Regions from separate parts of the Mus musculus genome. Here region 1 is linked to region 2. The links are chromatin contacts, called in public promoter capture Hi-C maps. All regions are on one chromosome and are shown on one strand. The core of a region is the stretch at or near the end of the contact, and the rest is flanking DNA. Distances in the headings are between cores, read along the strand shown. Region 1 holds the start of Aspm (abnormal spindle microtubule assembly). Region 2 holds the start of Kif14 (kinesin family member 14).

What was found. Promoter capture Hi-C pulls out the DNA fragments that hold promoters and counts their contacts.
Region 1: a promoter capture Hi-C map of erythroid cells shows a contact between it and region 2, with 12 times the contacts expected there. The contact joins the promoter of Aspm here to the promoter of Kif14 in region 2. A contact is called at or near these places in 2 of 39 promoter capture datasets (erythroid cells and pre-B cells), 1 of 115 datasets of contacts at active chromatin or transcription factors (astrocytes) and 1 of 9 other capture datasets (liver).

The regions. Positions count from the first base shown.
Region 1 is chr1:139,453,116-139,457,154 of GRCm38.p6, forward strand. It overlaps Aspm (abnormal spindle microtubule assembly), which reads left to right and starts at 1,658. Exons shown (of 28, transcript NM_009791.4): 1 at 1,658-2,089; 2 at 3,625-3,768; 3 at 3,922-4,039. The coding sequence starts at 1,817.
Region 2 is chr1:136,465,811-136,470,159 of GRCm38.p6, forward strand. Kif14 (kinesin family member 14) reads left to right here and starts at 2,038. Exons shown (of 29, transcript NM_001287179.2): 1 at 2,038-3,364. The coding sequence starts at 2,148.

The DNA of each region.
Region 1 (4,039 bases), core at 408-2,907, 3.0 Mb after region 2:
GAACGTTTTGAAACATGATTTTAATAAATTACAAATTATTTAAAATATCTTAAATATATATTAAATACATAGTTGAATCGGCCTTAATTTTTTTATATATATTTTCAAGTATTAGATAGAGATAACTTTGAAGTAGTCATATTGCTTTTGGGGAATTTTAAAGTGTAGCAAAATTCTATTACTGAAAAACTATATCCTATAAAATACTAAAAGTGGGCATTCCTCCCCCTCCCCTCATTTCTGCAATTCTTCGTTCTGGTTTTGGGGGGAAGGCTTGCTGTAAAATGTTAATAACTCTACAGGATCTCACCCCAACCTAACAAGCTCCATTTCTGTTCCAGTCTTCAATGTGCCATCACTATTGGTTATAATCACAAAGAGAGATCATGTCTAAAAAACACAAAACAGCCCAACAACATGCTACCAGCTCATTACATCTCTGGTCAGCCAAGGAAACGTATAAAGGTGGTTAGTTCTGAACAGACATGTCAGATAGGAAGACTTGGTTTATATAAATATTTCTTGGCTAACTGGTAATGTGTGACAATCACTGTGGAACTTTCTGACATAGTGACACAATGTTGGTAAACCACACAAGTTACTAAAAAGAAATCACATTAACTGTACAGCATTGTTTGTAGGCACAAAATGAAAACTCAGCCTGGTCCCGTTTAAGAGAGTGTTTATTCAGAGGTCACATATGAAAGACCATGGCCAATGGACACAGATATAATTTATTCCAAGTTCGATGTTCCAAGGTCGTAACAAGTCAATGATGGTCTTGTTTTTGTTTTGTTGTTGTTTTTACAATACTTAGAGGCAACCGGACGTGGTAGTGCACGCCTTTAATCCCAGCACTTGGGAGGCAGAGGCAGGCGGATTTCTGAGTTCCAGGACAGCCTGGTCTACAGAGTGAGTTCCAGGACAGTCAGCGCTATACAGAGAAACCCTGTCTCGGGAAAAACAAAACAAAACAAAACAAAGCCAATTAGAGGCACTTTTCAAATACATAGGAGAAACATTAGACGTGTGCTAAGGCAATAGGGAACCCTGGTATAGCCTCAGATGCTGGCAGTACTCATTTTTGGTTGGTTGGAAACCAGTGCTGTATTTCTCCATACAACTATTTTACACAATGGTCACAAAGACATTAGGTAACTTAAGAAGGATAGCACGACATGGCTATTAAGACTAGCTAGTTGTGTTCCCCAGTAATTGTTTATAGTGCTTGGCCGCCAGCATTCTAACCCCTCCACCATCACTGATGTTCATATCACGCAGCCTTGCCTAGGAACCAGTTGAAGATGCCACTTCTTTCCAGGAACTTGTTCACAAGTTGCACTCAGCTATTCAGGACCGCATGCAGCCGTGGGTTGGACAGTTATGATACCCTTTTCTTCCCCGCAAAGTGTTTAAAACACCAAGGCTAATTTCCGTTCTAATTGACCGGCTCGTAGAGTCGGGGAAATTTGCTGCCCTGTTTTGTTTTTGCCCCAGGTAACCCTGACAACCCCACCATCGTTTAAACAAGGCGCCGCTTCCTCATTGGCCAGGCGCTTTCGTTCGCTCATTGGCTCTTTTTAGTGATGTGGGCGGGTTTCTCCTCGCTGGTTGGTGCTGTAGCGAGGAGGTTCCGGGAGCTCCCATTGGTGGAGGCGCGATATTTGAACCGAGCAAAAGCGGCTGGGCTACTTTCCCGGGAGTTTAGGGGATCTTTTTGGCTTTTTGATCTTTGTCCTTGTCCTGGTCGTTGGCTTCCGGGAAGCCGGCGGGAGCCGGACAGCGGGTACCTGACTGCCCGGTACGGGTGGCTGCCATGGCGACGATGCAGGCAGCCTCCTGCCCAGAGGAGAGGGGGCGGCGGGCGCGACCAGATCCTGAGGCCGGGGACCCGTCTCCGCCGGTGCTGTTGCTCAGCCACTTCTGCGGCGTTCCCTTCCTCTGCTTCGGGGATGTCCGCGTGGGCACGTCGCGGACGCGGTCTCTGGTCCTGCACAACCCGCACGAGGAACCTCTGCAGGTGGAGCTGTCGCTGCTGCGCGCCGCAGGCCAGGGCTTCAGCGTGGCGCCGAACCGCTGCGAGCTGAAGGTGGGTGCGAGGGGCACGTCCCCGTGGCGTCACCTTGGGATATAGTAAGAAACTCTGAGAAGATCTGAATCAGCTCCTAGTCTTCACGGTGGGGCTAGGAGATAATGGGACTCCGAGACCAAGTCGGTGTACTGTTTTGATCTTGGGACGCTCTCCTTGCAGGGTAGGGCAGGGATACAACAGGACCCCAAGACCTTGTCAGCTCCGGGACTTGACCAGGGATGGGAAAGTGGGTGGGGCTCCCTCTGCCTAGGCGAGGCTGGAAAAGAGCTAGACCCAACACCAAATCTACTCTCCTTCTTGACCCCGGGAACACCCTCTGCAGAAGTGGGACTACTAGAGAGGAAGACCCCAGCACCACGTCAACTCAGTTGACGGGCTTTGGTGTCTTGCAGTTTGGAAAAAGTGGGCAGTAACTCGCTTGGAATGATGATTAAAAGCGCGTGCACCTGCCATCCCTAGAAGCATTTCAGAGAGTTTCTGTTAAACAGATAAGCGTTTTAAATAGACGTTTGGCAGGCGTTGCAAAATATGTTTGAGTATCTAAAGATGATATACTTTAACATTTCCCTGTTTTGAGACAGGAGGAGTACATTGATGAAACTTTTCTAATTGCTTCTTTTCAGCCATTTTAATATGCATTTGTTTTTCTTATGTTTGGACTCAGTGGAACTACATTTCTATTGTGATAATGAAAAAAAAAACTATTTTGTTTAAATATCCAGTCCAAACCCTTACATGTGATGTGTAGGCAACCTTTGTATTTTACTCTTTTTTTTTTTTTTTCCTTTTGCTATTCTTGTAGTCTTAAGAGGTGTTTCATTCTGACTGGATTACTTTTCAATGAGTAGAATCTCTAAAGCTGTGGAAACAGTTAGCTGAGGGAGCCTGCACACACCGCCTACTAACTAGTAAGGATCGTCCTCAGGGAAAGGTTGGTTGGTTGCATCATCGGGAATCCCAACACTTAAGAAACCATTGCCCTTCCCTTTGATGAACAACTGCCTGGATTTCTGTCTATAGATATCTTTTAAAGGATAAATCCTGGCTTGTAGAGGGGAAAGTCTGTTCTTAGTGTTAATCAGCTGGCCTAAAAAGCTAGGATTTCTACTTTTCCAGAAGAGCGTATCCTTTTCACCTAAACATGTTTCATTCCAGCACACATGACGTCTTAGTCTTAACCTTGTCAAAGCACACACTTCACCACTGAGCTAGGTCCCGAGCCCCAGCCATTACATTTTACAATCCACTCATTTAAAATGACTTGTAGATTATCAGTTCTTTTGCTATTGTGCAATTAGATTTTATTACATTTATATTTTTTTGTTGTTATTGTGAACTTTTATTGCTAGTGGCTCTATTTTCTTATAATGTAGGAAAACTGAATAGGAAAAATAATTGACTATTAGGGTGTGTTAACAGTTATCAATCTGCTCTAAGTTATGTATAGTGCATTTGGCTATTATTAATTATATTGTCATAATAACTTCTGATATTTATTATCATTATTCTGATAATAATTGTTCTAATTACAGCCTAAAGAAAAACTTACCATTTCCGTTACCTGGACGCCACTGCGAGAAGGGGGAGTGAGGGAGATTGTCACATTTCTTGTAAATGATTTCCTGAAGCACCAGGCTATATTACTAGGAAATGCAGAAGAGCCTAAGAAGAAAAAGGTAATGTTTTAATCATTGTGATTTTCTGGAAGGAAATGTTTGTCACGTAGAAACATTTAGTTGGGGGACATATATCACATCACTTATTTAAAACTCGTTAAGAACAGCTTACAACTTCTTTAGTATATTTCTTTTTCTTTTTTTTTTTTACAGAGAAGTCTTTGGAATACCAGTAAGAAGATTCCAGCCTCTTCAAAACATACAAAAAGGACTTCCAAAAACCAACATTTTAATGAATCATTTACTATTTCACAAAAAGACAGAATTAGGA
Region 2 (4,349 bases), core at 788-3,287:
AGAATCATTCTTTGGTTTTAGTGATTACCTTTTTTCAGGTTTCAGAATGTTATTGTAACCTTTACCGCAACAGCTTTGGACTTCCAGCCACACCACTTGCTACTTGTCAGATCATTCACAAGTTTATTAACAGACTGGCATAACATTAATACTTGATTAAAATATTCAGGATTAAAAAACAAAACTTTAATTCATCTGAACACTTAGTCCACGACATCACGTAACGACTTGAGTATGAAATACCAGAGTGTTATTATAATTAACGTGGGGGCACATGGTCATTCCCTACAGATCGTCGTGTAAAGGATCGGATAGATGAGGCACTGTCGCTTCTCCTGAAAACCCTTCAGGTGAGTGCCCGCCCCTTTGGTGGTACCGCCCAGCTCCAAGCTCTGAGCTCCAATTCCGCCCAGAGGAGGGGCGGGCCGTCACCTAGGAGATAGGGCGGGGTGTGTCTCGCGGTAGAAGCTGCACTTCCGGGGATGGGGAGGAGTGAAGGCGCGGCGCTTGACGCTACGCCCAGCGACCAATCAGGAAGCGAGGCGCGCATTCAAATTGCCGCAGCCACGGGAGCCTGTGCCGGGAATGGTGAGTGTCGAGGTCTTAGGAGTGGGAAGCGCCTCCGAGCTGAGAGCGCTGAGGTTGCTCGCCCAGCGAGCCGGTGGGCTGAGAGCGTTGCGGTGTTTGCCCAGCAGGCCGGGGTGCTTGGGTGGGTGGTGCGGCTCGGTCCCCTTTAGTCCGAGGGTCCCGGGCAAGGGGCGCGGGGCGTCGCTCTGTCCACCCGGAAGCCGAGAACAGCGCCGCGGAGCGTGGAGCGGCGAACTGGAGGGGTCCAGGTACACTGTCACAGCCTGGCAAGACTGCCAGAGTCGCCAGGAGCCTCGGCCTGTGGTCGTGACCGACTTCTCTTGTCTTCCTTCCAGTCCTCTTGGAGATCTGATGGCCGAAATTCTGCAAACAAAAATCATGTTGATCTATGCAAAGAGCAAATGGCTTTTAGTTTCTAAGACAAAGATATATTGTCCCTAATTTCACCTCATATTGGGAGGGTTCTGTATTTTCACTGAAAGTTTAGCGGGAGATGCTTATACTCGAACTCTTTCTTTCTTCCTACAATGTCTCTTTGTCAAACTTTTAAAAATGAGCTTCTGGTAATTTGTTCCTTGATTGTAACAATGTCCAAATAGTTTGAATCAGTGACATTTTGTAAGGTAGACTCAGGAATTCAATTTTAAAGAGTTGTTTACGTCCATTTAAGGAGCATGACGAAGAGTGGCATTTGCACTGTTCTGTTTTAGATAATGCCTGGCAGATATTGTTGGCCTATATTTACCTATATGTGTGTAAACGCATGCCTGTCTAGTTTGTTGTATAATGAAGAAGTGACAGATAGTGTAGTTGTCTAACTTGAGGGGGTGTGGGCATCGGTGACAGTGTCAGGCTGGCCTTGAAAGTTCCAGTCTCTCACCTCGGCCTCTCTAAGGCTGGGATCACAGGCACGGACCATCACACCTGGCTACACACGCAGTTTGTAGTGTATAATGTCTGTGGTACTTTCTTAAGAGTAGCCTCCTTTGTGACATCGTGTTAAACTCCTCTGTAGGCATTCTTGTATTTAGGATACATTGACAAGTGTTCAGAAACCTACTTTGCTGCAGACTAATCAGACTAGATGCTATGATTCCAAGCTGGGGGCACTTAAAGTATGCTGACATACAGGTGTTGACCTTTCTTGAATCACTTTGTTGAGATTAAGGTCACCTGTAAGCTCCTTCTAAGCTGAGGAAATAAGGATGGGGAGGTCCTGTCTTTGAAGTCTGCAGTGTCTGTGGGTGCCTTGCTCCTAAGGGAACCCTCAGTAGATATTTGTTGAATAACAAGTGAAGTCCTTCGAGGGTGGAGATTGTAGGAGGCTGTGTGGAGGTGCAGTGGGAAGTGGTTTAGTCCAATGCATCCTCTGAGAGTTTGCTTCTGTAGTAGGAAGATCTCTCTCTTTTTAAAGTTTGTAGTAACCGTTTTATTTTTCATTTTTTGTAGTCGGCCAGATATTTTGTTGGAAACTGAAAAGAACAAAATGCCCAGCACCCCGACAAGGATCTGAAGGGCTTAGATCCTTCACATCCTCTTAAAAATCGCTTGCTGCCAAGATGTCAGTACACACTTCGCATAGCAGACACAACATCGGAAGCCTGGAGGTTTCTTCTTCACAGAAGATTTCAGCATCCAGTGGCCTCGTCCACAGCAGCCGGCTGGAACTGCACTTGAAGGCAGATATGTCAGAGTGTGAGAATCATGATCCATTCGTGAATGCTGGAAGTAAAACCATCGACATAAATAGCACTTATGTTATCTCTGCCTGTAAAAAAACAAGAGAGACTCCTGTTACCTCTGACCCCCGGAGACTGAGCCTCCAGAGAAGGGCTACTTGTGGGGACAGAGAGTCGTCTTTACTTGGAAGTGAGTTGGGAAACAGAAGAACAGCAGACACAAGTCTTAGGTTACAACGGCGGCACGGTAGAGCGGATTATGTGGGAAAGTGGGAGACATTGAATCCTGTGGGAGGTAACCCAGGAAGTGACTCTGCCTCCCAGGCATCGAGGACAGAAGCAAAGGGTGTAAATAATGATACCCGTGTCCTGTCGTCTGTCGTCTCCGTGAAAGACTCCAACGACACCGGGTTGACGAGATGCAAAGACCCAGGTCCTCCCGTTGGTGCCTCTAATGAAAAGGTGACAGTTAAGGACACAAACAGTAGAGCGCCTGTGGGTTCCCAGCGTCAGACTGAAGCTATGAGATCAGGACACTTAGTGGTGCAACTGACCGAGAGCAAGTCTGATACCCCAGTGTCAGGAGGAAGAAACTCACACCGTGGGAATGCTGGCAAGGACACTGCTAAACAAGTCGGTACATTTGGAAGCTCAGATACAAGAACCCCAGTGAAATGTGTTTTAGAACACAGATGGACACCAAGGCATGACCCGCCTCCACCGAAAAGCCCAGCTTTATCCACACCGAAAAACAATGGGAAGGACATCCCGAAACATGGCAGTACATTCAGAAGCGCGAGCTCAGAATCGAGGACCCCGGTAAAATGTGTCCCAGAACACAGATGGACACCAAGGCATGACCTGCCTCCACCGAAAAGCCCAGCTTTATCCACACTGAAAAACAGGATTGCAAGCCCTCGAGTTAAACCGAGGCCCAAAAGTTCTCTTTTTGCAAATAAAAGGGAAAGCTCACGAGAAAGCACACTCCCTCCAGAAGAAAACAGTCTAGTTCAGAAGACCTTTACAGAGCCAGACTCCTTAAAAGTAGAGAACAGTCAGGTGACCGTGGCGGTGCGCGTGAGGCCTTTCAGCAAAAGGTACGTCCGGCGTGTTAGCTCTCAGGCCGAGAATTCCATGTCATTATGTGTCTGTAAGACTCTGCTTCTAGAAAGCCAGTGTCTTTAAAGTCATTGGCATTTTCTCTTGGTACGGGGAATTGAACCCAAGACCCCATGTAGGTAGATATAATTGAGCCACATCTTCAGCCCACCAGTGTTTAGGCTTTGATTGTAGTTATACTGGTTATTTTTATAATAGAATACAAAATTAAAATCTATATTTTATACCCATATATAGGCATACACACACAAACACATACCTCTTTTAGAAACCGAGCCAGGCAGGATTGTGCACACTTTTAATCCCAGCATTTGGGAGGAGGAGGCAGGTGGATCTTTGGATTTGAAGCCAGGCTGGTTTGCGAAACAAGTTCCAAGCCAGCCAAAGCTACAGAGTGAGGCCTGGACCTAATGTGGCCAGGGGCAGGGGGAGGTGCCCTGAGTGAGTCATTTCATTCTCTCATGCAATCGCCTCTCAAATCTTTGATTTGTAGTGCTTGGGAATGTCTTCTTTCCTTTCAAAGAGCCACACAAGCTCATAGCTTCCCCAGAGAATGTTCTAGAATGGCATTCATCAACCGTATCACCTGCATTTGGTACATAGTGCTCATAAATGCAGAGGCTTAGCACACTTGATTTTGAAGGCATAGAATATTTCTTTAAAGGTGATTGCAGTTGGCGAGTCACAGATTATTGATAAGACTTTTAAAAAGTCAGCTGGGTGTGGAGGCCAGGCCTTTGGTCCCAGAGCTCACAGGCAGATCCCTAAATTCAAGGCCAGCCTGGTCTACAGAGTTAGTTCCAGGAAAGCCAGGGCTACACAGAGAAACCCTGTCTTTAAAAAAAAAAAAAAAGTAAAAATACTTATAAATGAGTGTATGCGTGTGCAATAAAATTGCTTGTAAGAATTTTTTTTTCTTTCTTTTTTTGAGACAGGGTTTCTCTGTGTAGCCCTAGCTGTCCT